Regions from separate parts of the Capsicum annuum genome. Here region 2 is linked to region 1. The links are chromatin contacts, called in public Hi-C maps. All regions are on one chromosome and are shown on one strand. The core of a region is the stretch at or near the end of the contact, and the rest is flanking DNA. Distances in the headings are between cores, read along the strand shown. Region 1 holds the start of LOC107855969 (rust resistance kinase Lr10). Region 2 holds the start of LOC124896827.

The links. Hi-C and Micro-C count contacts between places; a contact is called where the count stands out from the background.
Region 2: a contact with region 1 is called in a Hi-C map of bud, with 4 times the contacts expected there. The contact joins the promoter of LOC124896827 here to the promoter of LOC107855969 in region 1. A contact is called at or near these places in 4 of 5 Hi-C or Micro-C datasets (bud, leaf and placenta).

What each region holds. Positions count from the first base shown.
Region 1 is chr3:228,079,132-228,083,818 of UCD10Xv1.1, forward strand. It overlaps LOC107855969 (rust resistance kinase Lr10), which reads left to right and starts at 2,508. Exons shown (of 1, transcript XM_047408668.1): 1 at 2,508-3,953. The coding sequence starts at 2,508. The coding sequence ends at 3,632. LOC107855959 reads left to right here and starts at 710. Exons shown (of 2, transcript XM_047408636.1): 1 at 710-1,713; 2 at 2,389-2,523. The coding sequence starts at 1,476. The coding sequence ends at 2,453.
Region 2 is chr3:228,325,121-228,329,807 of UCD10Xv1.1, forward strand. LOC124896827 reads left to right here and starts at 2,885. Exons shown (of 1, transcript XM_047408669.1): 1 at 2,885-3,337. The coding sequence starts at 2,885. The coding sequence ends at 3,337. LOC107855971 (peptidyl-prolyl cis-trans isomerase FKBP20-2, chloroplastic) reads left to right here and starts at 3,698. Exons shown (of 8, transcript XR_007053669.1): 1 at 3,698-3,858.

The DNA.
Region 1 (4,687 bases), core at 1,258-3,757:
GGTGTTGGGGTTGTCAAAATAAATGGTAGAGGTGGGATAAGAAAACAAAATTATTTCTTTTTTTAAAATAATTTTTTTTGAAGGGGTGGGGGTGGGGGTCGGGGTAAGAAAGACATTAAAGTTTTGTAAAAAAAAGTTTTTTTTTTTTTTGAGGGTGGGGGAGGTTGGTAGGGGTTGGGGAGGGAGGGTTGGATAGGAGGGGGTAAGAAAAAAGTTTGATCTCTTTTTTAAAATTAAATATTTTCTTTTGGAGGGAATAAGGATTTGAGTTTTGGTGTAGGGGATGAGGTAAAAAAAAAATTTGAAATATCAGTTTTGGATGGAGGGTGGTTGGGAGTGGGGGTGGGGTTAGGAGAGTGATGATGGGGTAAGGAAAAAAATGAAATATAAACACGTAGTAATTATAAATTTGTGGACACAACAATATAAAGATAATTAGATTAAACCATCCATATATTATATATATATAGATTATGCATACATATGCAAATCCAGGATTTATTATAAATAATTTTAATTTTTTTCTACATAGACGTATACAGGTAAGTAATTTGGAGTACAAAGCCGTTGGAAGCACTCAATGTCGTGCAGAGCAAATAGAATTAAATTCTAAAATAAAAAGGCATTACATTGTGCAATTAATTAGAAAGAGTTGACTTCTGACTTTCATCATTCATCCTTCTGTTATGACCAGATCAAATATCATTTGGATAATTAGACAGTTGACATTTGCCATGCTGAATGTTCAAATTTTGATTCAAGAAAGAAAACAATATCCATTTGGTTCATATTTTTTTCCCTCAATTAAACTGGCATTTTATTCATATCCAAAAACTTCCGTCAAGGTACATGCTGAATGTTCAAATATTGCCACCTCGTATGAATTGCAGTGGAATGAATAGGACAGTGTCACACTGGTAGCTTAGTAGATATGATGTTTGCAAGACGACTCTGGATTTCTATTCTTGTGATCTGCGCAACAATTGTCAAAGCCCAAAACATTACTCAGTGTTCTTCTTCTTGTGGTGTGATATTCATGACATTCAGTTCCCTTTTAGATTGAAAGCAGATCCCCCGAATTGTGGATATCCCGGGTATGAGCTTGATTGCCAGAAAAATCGTGTTGTCATAAGTCTGAATTCGAAAAAGTATTACGTGCTAGAAATCAATTACCATGAGTACTTGATCAAAGCAATTGACCCTGGTTTGGAGCATCAGACGAGGAACTGTACTTCTCTTCCTGATTACGTTAACAGATCTGTTCCAAGCACCTCAACATTTGCTAGAGTTTTAACTCCTCAATATCAATATCAGCAGTCTGGTACTGCAGTAACTGTTGCATATCATGATCGAAACGTTCCCATGTCAATTGTTTAGCTCCTGTAAATTCCTCGCACTATGTGGAGACTACCTTCTGTAATTCCACTTCCTCGAATTCTTCACAAAGTCATAGCTATGTCACCATTGGACAGGACATGTCAATTTCGGATTTGGCTGAGAATCGCAGTGTTCAAATGGTGGCGTGGTCCTTGTCTCATGGTCTTTCAGGGGACAATACTTCTCTATCGAACATTCATGCAGCCTTGACTTATGGATTTGAGCTTTCTTGGAAGTATAGCTTCTTGTGTAGAGAATGTGAAGGCACCTGTTTCGCTGAAGGTGGTGGCTATAGTTGCAATCGCTTCAAGGATGAGATGTTTTTTTCTCGCCATTGTAAGTCAAGATTCATTTCACATTTTCAACTCGTAATACCTTATCAAATTATCTGTTTTAACAAAATCCCTATATCTGAGGTTGAATATGTGATTTGTCTGAGTCAAATTGGTGGCAATGAATGTTGAACTTATATGGATATTGTGCTTTGAGAACAGGGAATATCTCCTTGAATGATGCAATTAGCTATCATCCGAGCAATTTAAACTTTCAAGTTTCAAATTTAAGATGTCATTCTTTTACTTTATCGCATTGAATCTACAATTGAAGCAGGTCAAAGATATTGTAGAGTTTCATTCAGTTACTATATCCACCTCACTGTGAGGTCTGTCGTTAGAAGTTATAAGAAAATTTAGTTAGCTTTTGCGTTCAATCCTCTCTTTGTATGCTTATCAGTTACCCTCTTTATGACAAGTTTCAATTCTCAGTAACTTAGTTTAAGATGTAGCATCAGTATTTTACTCATATTCCTATATTTGGACAATGCAAGCGGCTGGACCCACTACTATTGGAGTACGTATGTGAGATACTGAAGTGATATAAATACTCTTAAGCATTCCTTCCTTTGAAGGAGACCGTTAAAGCATGCTTTCCGATTATAATCCCTCTTCAAGTCTTTATACAATTTGTTTCCTCTAACGTAATTTTTCCTTTGTGATTTGCTTGTTTTGACAGTTCTTTCCAGATGGTACAGTTATTTAGTTATACGTGAGTGTTCTTATCTTACTCCACAAGGATAGGCATTTCTTGGTACACACTGAATACTGAAAAGGAAAAAGTAGCTTTGAAGCTTTTACTCAAGCCCCTTTATCCTAGGAAAACGGATATGGTTTTCTTACCAATCCCTTCTGTTTTCTTTTCCAAACCATGCAGCTTCATTTCTGTCACTGCGGTTTCTTTTTGGATTGGTTTTCCTGACTGCGTTGGTAGTGTATAAATGGAGAAGACAACACTTATCGATGTATCAATCAATTGAAGACTTCCTGCAAATCCAGACCAACCTTTTCACAATTAAATACTCCTACTCTGAGATTAGGAAGATGACTAATAAATTCAAGGAAAAACTAGGTGAAGGAGCCTATGGAACTGTCTTTAAAGGAAAGCTGCGTAGTGGTCCTTTTGTTGCAGTAAAGGTGATGCACAAATCTATGACCAGTGGGCAAGAATTTATTGGTGAAGTTTCCACTATTGAAAGGATTCACCATGTTAATGTTGCGCAGCTCATTGGATTCTGCGTTGAGGGCTCCAAACGTGCTTTAGTATATGAGTTCATGCTCAATGGTTCCTTAGATAAGTACATATTTCTGCAACAAGGAACTGTTTCCTTGACTTACAAGCAGATGTTCGACATATCTCTTGGAGTGGCTCGTGGCATTGACTACCTACATCAGGGCTGCGACATGCAGATCCTACATTTTGATATTAAGCCTCACAACATTCTTCTTGACGAAAATTTTAATCCCAAAATATCTGACTTTGGGCTTGCAAAACTGTACTCCTCAGATGATAGTATTGTGAGTATAACTGCAGAAAGAGGGACAGTGGGTTACATGGCTCCAGAGCTGTTTTATACAAATATTGGAGGAGTTTCATACAAAGCCGATGTATATAGCTATGGCATGTTATTGATGGAAATGGCAGGCAGAAGGAAGAACACGAGCCCATTTGAGGACCATTTGAGCCAAATTTACTTTCCTACATGGGTTTACGACCAATTTAATGACGGAAATGATATAGAGATGCACGCGAGTGAGGAAGATAGGAGGTTTGTCAAGAAGATGATGATTGTGGCTTTGTGGTGCATACAAATGAAGCCTGCTGATCGCCCTGCCATGAACAAAGTTGTTGAGATGCTTGAAGGAGATGTTGAACTCCTCCAGATGCCACCAAGACCTTTTATAGCTCCTCGTGACGTATAGGTGGCTACTCACTCTGCCGTGCAAACTATGATCATAATTCCATTAGTTTCTGATTTATTTCACGACGTCCAATATCTCTATCAGAAGGGCTCAATCTCAGGCCACAAGTAGTCATTTCTGCCCCACGGTGGTGACACTAGTTCCTCCTAGGTTTTAATGGTAAGAATTTGAGCGTAATCTGATGTTTCAGTAAAATGTCTATTAGTTTGCTTGTTGGTGTTGTAAATTATTGGAACGTGTAACTGTCAAGACTCAAGCATAGATGCTGTTGTACAATAAAATTTGAGTGGAGAAAAATAATTAATCGGGTAAGAAAAGTATTGCAACAATCGTTTTTATTTATTTCAATATGTAAGTGTTATAATCTCTATGAATCCTCTGATTCATCTTTTTAAATATAAATTCAAGGGTTTTAAACTTGATTTATTCACCCTTTTCAAATATAAATTCAAGGGCTTCGAACTTGATTTAGGGATTTGATAGATTTGATCTCTGATTCGCCTTTTCAAATATAAATTCAAGCGCTTCAAACTTGATTTAGGGATTTGATGAATTTGATCTTGACTTATACTTGAATTCAGAATCTTGTGGTCTTGATCTTGAATCTTGAATTTGTAGAGAAATCTGCGGCGTTTGATCCACGAGATCTCTATTGCTTCTTGTAGGAATCGTTGATTCCTTTTCTGAATTATGAGACTTCTATTTATAGTTGTGAGAAGGAAAGATTCACGGTGAAGGTGAACTTCTTTTGATCAACTAGATTGAAGTGACATGACACATTTTTATGGACGATTTTTAATTTCACTAGGCCTGCTGCATCATTTTGATATGTGGCATGATCCTATTGGCTTCTTCACTTGACTTGGCGTGCCACGTCATTTGACACGTGATACCAATTTGGGCCTTTAGAATATGATGACATATTGGGTTAGCAAATCGAGCTTATCATTTGTGGCCAAAATCAATGGACTAGCCCAACAGGAATTTGACTTCAATCAAATCCATATTTATTTGAATTTCATTTAAATAACCAATTCAATCTTATTAACCCATCA
Region 2 (4,687 bases), core at 1,635-4,134, 250 kb after region 1:
TTCAACTATCAGCTCCTCGACCAATCCAAAACAAACCTTTTCGTTTAGAGTCAATGTGGAAGTCCCATCCCCAATTCCCGCTTGTAGTCTTCCAGCCTTGGGATGCTTCCAACAATATCCTCATGCCCTCTATTCTTCGGTTCCAAGATGATATCCTTAACTGGAACAAGAATGTGTTTGGAAATATTTTTCACAAGAAACAACGGCTTCACGCTAGACTAGCAGGAATTCAGAGATCACTTATCTACTCTATATGCTTCTTCTTACAAAATGTAGAAATAGAACTTACTAATGACTACAAAGACCTTCTTCTCCTAGAACATGAATTCTGGAAAATTAAGTCACGAGTGTCTTGGCTCAATGAGGGAGATGTAAATACCATCTTTTTCCACGTGTCAGTTCTCAATCGAAGGCGTAGGAACCGAATTGTGGCGCTTAGAGACGAGGTAGACAACTGGGTGGAGGGTTACCAAAATCTGGAAAAACATATCACAAATTTTTTCCATGAACTCTACTTGTCGGACTTTACTGATTGTTTAAATCAGTCCACTCATGCTCCAATCCGCTTCATCCCTATGTTGGCATACGACTCTCTAGAGCTTCCTGTGCTCCTGACTGAAGTTGTGGCAGCCATCAATTCTTTCAAACCATTTAAGGCTCCAGGACCAGATGGTCTGCATCCTTTCTTCTTTCAGAAGTACTGGTCAGTTGTGGGAAGTTCGCTCAACAATTTTGTTCCACGACCTTCATGAACTGGACCATCCCATAAAGCGTAAATCAGACTTATATATGCTTAGTACCAAAATCCACTACTGCGGTGACGATTACGCAATTCCGGCCTATAAGTCTTTGTAATACCATTTATAAGGTAATTACAAAAATCTTAGTGAACAGAATCAAGACTTTCTTGCAAGAATTGATTGGCCCGATCAATCTAGCTTCTTAGCAGGAAGGAGGGCTTCGGACAATGCAATAGTGGTCCACGAATTACTGCATTTCTTTAAAAAAATGAGAGGTCAAAAACAATACTTGATGCTAAAAATTGATTTAGAAAAGACTTTTGATCGGCTTGAATGGTCATTTATACATGACACGCTCCTCTTCTTTAACTTTCCCCCAAATATGATCAAACTTATAATGTCATGTATTTGCACCCCTATAATATCTATCCTCATTAACGGTAATGCTACTCCCCCTTTCCCCTTACTAGGGGCATTCGACAGGGAGATCCGTTGTCGCCGTATATTTTTATCCTGTGCATGGAAAGACTCTCGCGCCGTATAGACACAGCAGTAGATCACCTTTTATGGAAGCCCATTACTCTCTCCCCGGGGTGAATTCAACTCTCTCATCTCTTTTTTACTGACTACATTATTCTGTGTGGAGAGTTAAAAGATGAGACTATGGCCACAATCCCTACCATAATGGCTCACTTTGGAGAAGTTTCGGGATAAAAAATTAACTACTTAAAATCAAAAATCTTTTTCTCGAATAATACGCCTGCTACCAAAAGAAAACTCGTTGCTGGCTTCCTAAATATATTAGAATGCTCATTTTTGGGAAATACTTGGGTTTCCCAATCTCAAATACCAAATTATTTATAGTTGATTATCAATTTCTCATTGACAACTTTACGCCCTAAATCCTGCGGGTAGAGCTACCTTAATCAAAGCCACCCTTAACAGCATTCCGAATCACCTCATGCAGTATCTTCAGATCCCGAGATACATTACCAAATGCTTAGAGCGTTGTGAGCGCAACTTCTTTTGGGGATCCCCCGTTGCTAGAAAAAAGATTCATCTCCTTAAATGGTCAACTCTTACAAAACCCAAGGACATCGAGGGGTTGGGTATTAAAGATCTTCGGATAAAAAATAAAGCTTTAGCGGGCACGGCTTGGTGAGCTTTCCACTCAAATACTCTTTTGGCTAGCCTCTTAAAAGATAAATATTTGCAACATACTCGTCGTGACCCCTCCTCTGTTACGTCTTTAACTACTTGGAAAGCCCTAATGATTGGTTGAAAGCACTGCCAGGTCGGCCTCCGATGGCAACCTGCCAATAGGCAATTCATTAATTTTTGCAATGATGCTTGGGTTAAGCCAAACTTCCTTATTCGTAACCAAATTCATGGGCCTCTTCAAAGGCAAGCGATGTCCTTTCACATCTCGGATGTTAGAAGGGAAGGCACATGGGATTTCTCTAAATTGTCAGTCGAATTACCAGAATCAACAGCATCCCAAATTCAACAAGTGTACTTCCCAGGTTCTCGAGCTCCTGTGATCGTATAACTTGGGGCCTAACTACCACGGGCTCCTTTCCTGTTAAATCATGCACGATAGCGATAGAAAGTGCTTACGACACATATCCTCCAAGCACATTACCGTTCGAGAACCTTATCTCTTTTACTTGGATTTGGAAGCTTTTGCTTCCTCCTAAAGTAAAGTATTTTCTGTGGCTCTTGAATCATGGAAGAACGGCTAAATTTAGCTTGCTTTTCCACATCAAAGTTGTAGAGTCTCCTATGTGTAGGCTTTGCAATTCAATGACCGAAGAAACAAATGCACACCTATTCGTGCTCTATCCAAAGGTTGCACTGATATGGACCAGCTTAGGAGTCATGAATCAGGTAAATACTCTAGTTTCTATAGATAGTCACCCATCCCTTTGGCTACACGATCTAATTCACCTCCGTTTAAAACCCTCCCAAGAGGTGTTGTTACACATGCCAGCTAAGATCTATATTAGTTTTTGTATCTAGCTTGCACGAAACAAGTTCATTTTTTAAGGCATTCTATTCTCACCCTCTCTAAAGGATGTCTCACAAATAGCTGAAGAATTCTGGTTTTTAGCGGGGCCTATGGCCCCCCAAAAACCTGCATTACTATGTATACCAAGTGTAAACCTCCTGCACAAGTAAACTACATGCTCAATACTGACTGTGCCGCCGAGGGTTCATCTATGAATCAATACCAATTTGGTCTAAGGGGCGTCTTCAGAAATTATAAAGAAGAATGGGTATTAGGCTTTCATGGTAATTGCACTGCTACAGACGTTCTGGAAGGAGAAGCCCACGCCTTGTTACTAGGACTCCGGCTAGCCCACCAGAACAACCTTTTTCCACTAGAAATTGGGATAGATTCTCAACAACTAGTTCAACTACTTGATCCTGATGCAGATTCTAACTCTACTTTGATATCTGATTGCAGGTACCTCCTGGGCGTACTGGATAGTCCCTTGCTGCACCACCTTTTCAGAGAGCAGGACCAGTTAGCTGACGAATTAGCTAGATTACCTAGTATAGCCTCTACTACTACGTTGTTTTGGACTCCACCATAGTTACTTCGTGACATTTTGTATGCGGATATCAACGGAGTATTATCAGTTAGGCGGGTGAAAATTCTGTTTGTTATTATATTAGTCCTATGCAGGATGCAAATAAGGCTTCTACTATTGCGGTTGTGACTGGATCACAACAAAGCTTGTAAATGTTTTTGTGTTATAAATAAAACCTCGCTTGTTCACCCAAAAAAAAAAGATATTTCCATCTTTAAACCTATAGGAAAAAGTGTTGTTGTGCAATGACAAGGCCAAAGGGAGGCAGAATGACATAAAAATGAAATATGGAAGCAAAATGTTAATAGAAAGATATGTTAGGGGTTTTATTGTTAATTATCTAATTCTATAGCATCCAAAGTGAAGATAAAGTAGAGTACTCCATTTTTTTCCCCAAATAAACGCACAGCAACCATTTTTTTAAGAGAAGCAGTGAGTGAGTGTTAATGCTCCGAAAGCTTCAATAACAGACAAAGCCATGCTTCTGAGCTCTTCATTTCTTGTGTCCCACATTTCTTTTCCATGTAATTCCTCTCTCTCCCTCTCTACACTTAAATTACTATCCTTTTATGGCTACCGCTTACTGGTATGCAAACAAGAAATTATGTAATTTCTTATGTTTTTATGGGCCTTTCTCTTTTTCTTTCACTTTCTTGTGTGGGTTTATTGATCTGTGTTCTCTTTTCTTTCCCTTTTCCCCCATTTTCAAGATAACTTATACTCTTTTTGTTACAAATTACTCGTCCGTTTTGTTTTAATTGGCGCTTCTTTCGTTCTACAAATATTTACTTCAATTTAGTTATCCATTTGACGAAATTAGTAGGATTTTATGATGTTCTTTAAATATTATTCTTAATATTAAATGATTAAATAAAGTATATTTAATTAAATTTATATTTTTGAAGTATAATTAATAAGATTAATTTGATAAAATAAATCTCTAATTTTTTTTAATGTATGTATCAAGTCAATAATGATTAATTAATATAAAATGGAGGAAGTATTTGACTTGTTTTGACCGGCACAGAATTTAATAAAAAATACTTTGGACTCTTGTATTATTAAATTAAAGACATGTTATTTAATTTGTAGTCTTAAATTAGGAACTAAAGAGTTGTTAAAAAGTGAAAAGGGTATTTTTTCCAATGGATTAAAAAGGGAAATAGGTCAAATAAATTGAAATTGAAACAGAGGGATTATGTAATTATCACTTTGATAACTCTGCTATCAAGAACGTTGTGAATGCCTTTTTCTTGTTTGATCTCCCTTTTCATCTTTAACTAAATATTATATTATCCCCAAGAATTCTCTGAAAGTTAACTATATTTTGTTGTAGCCACTGCAAGTATTACT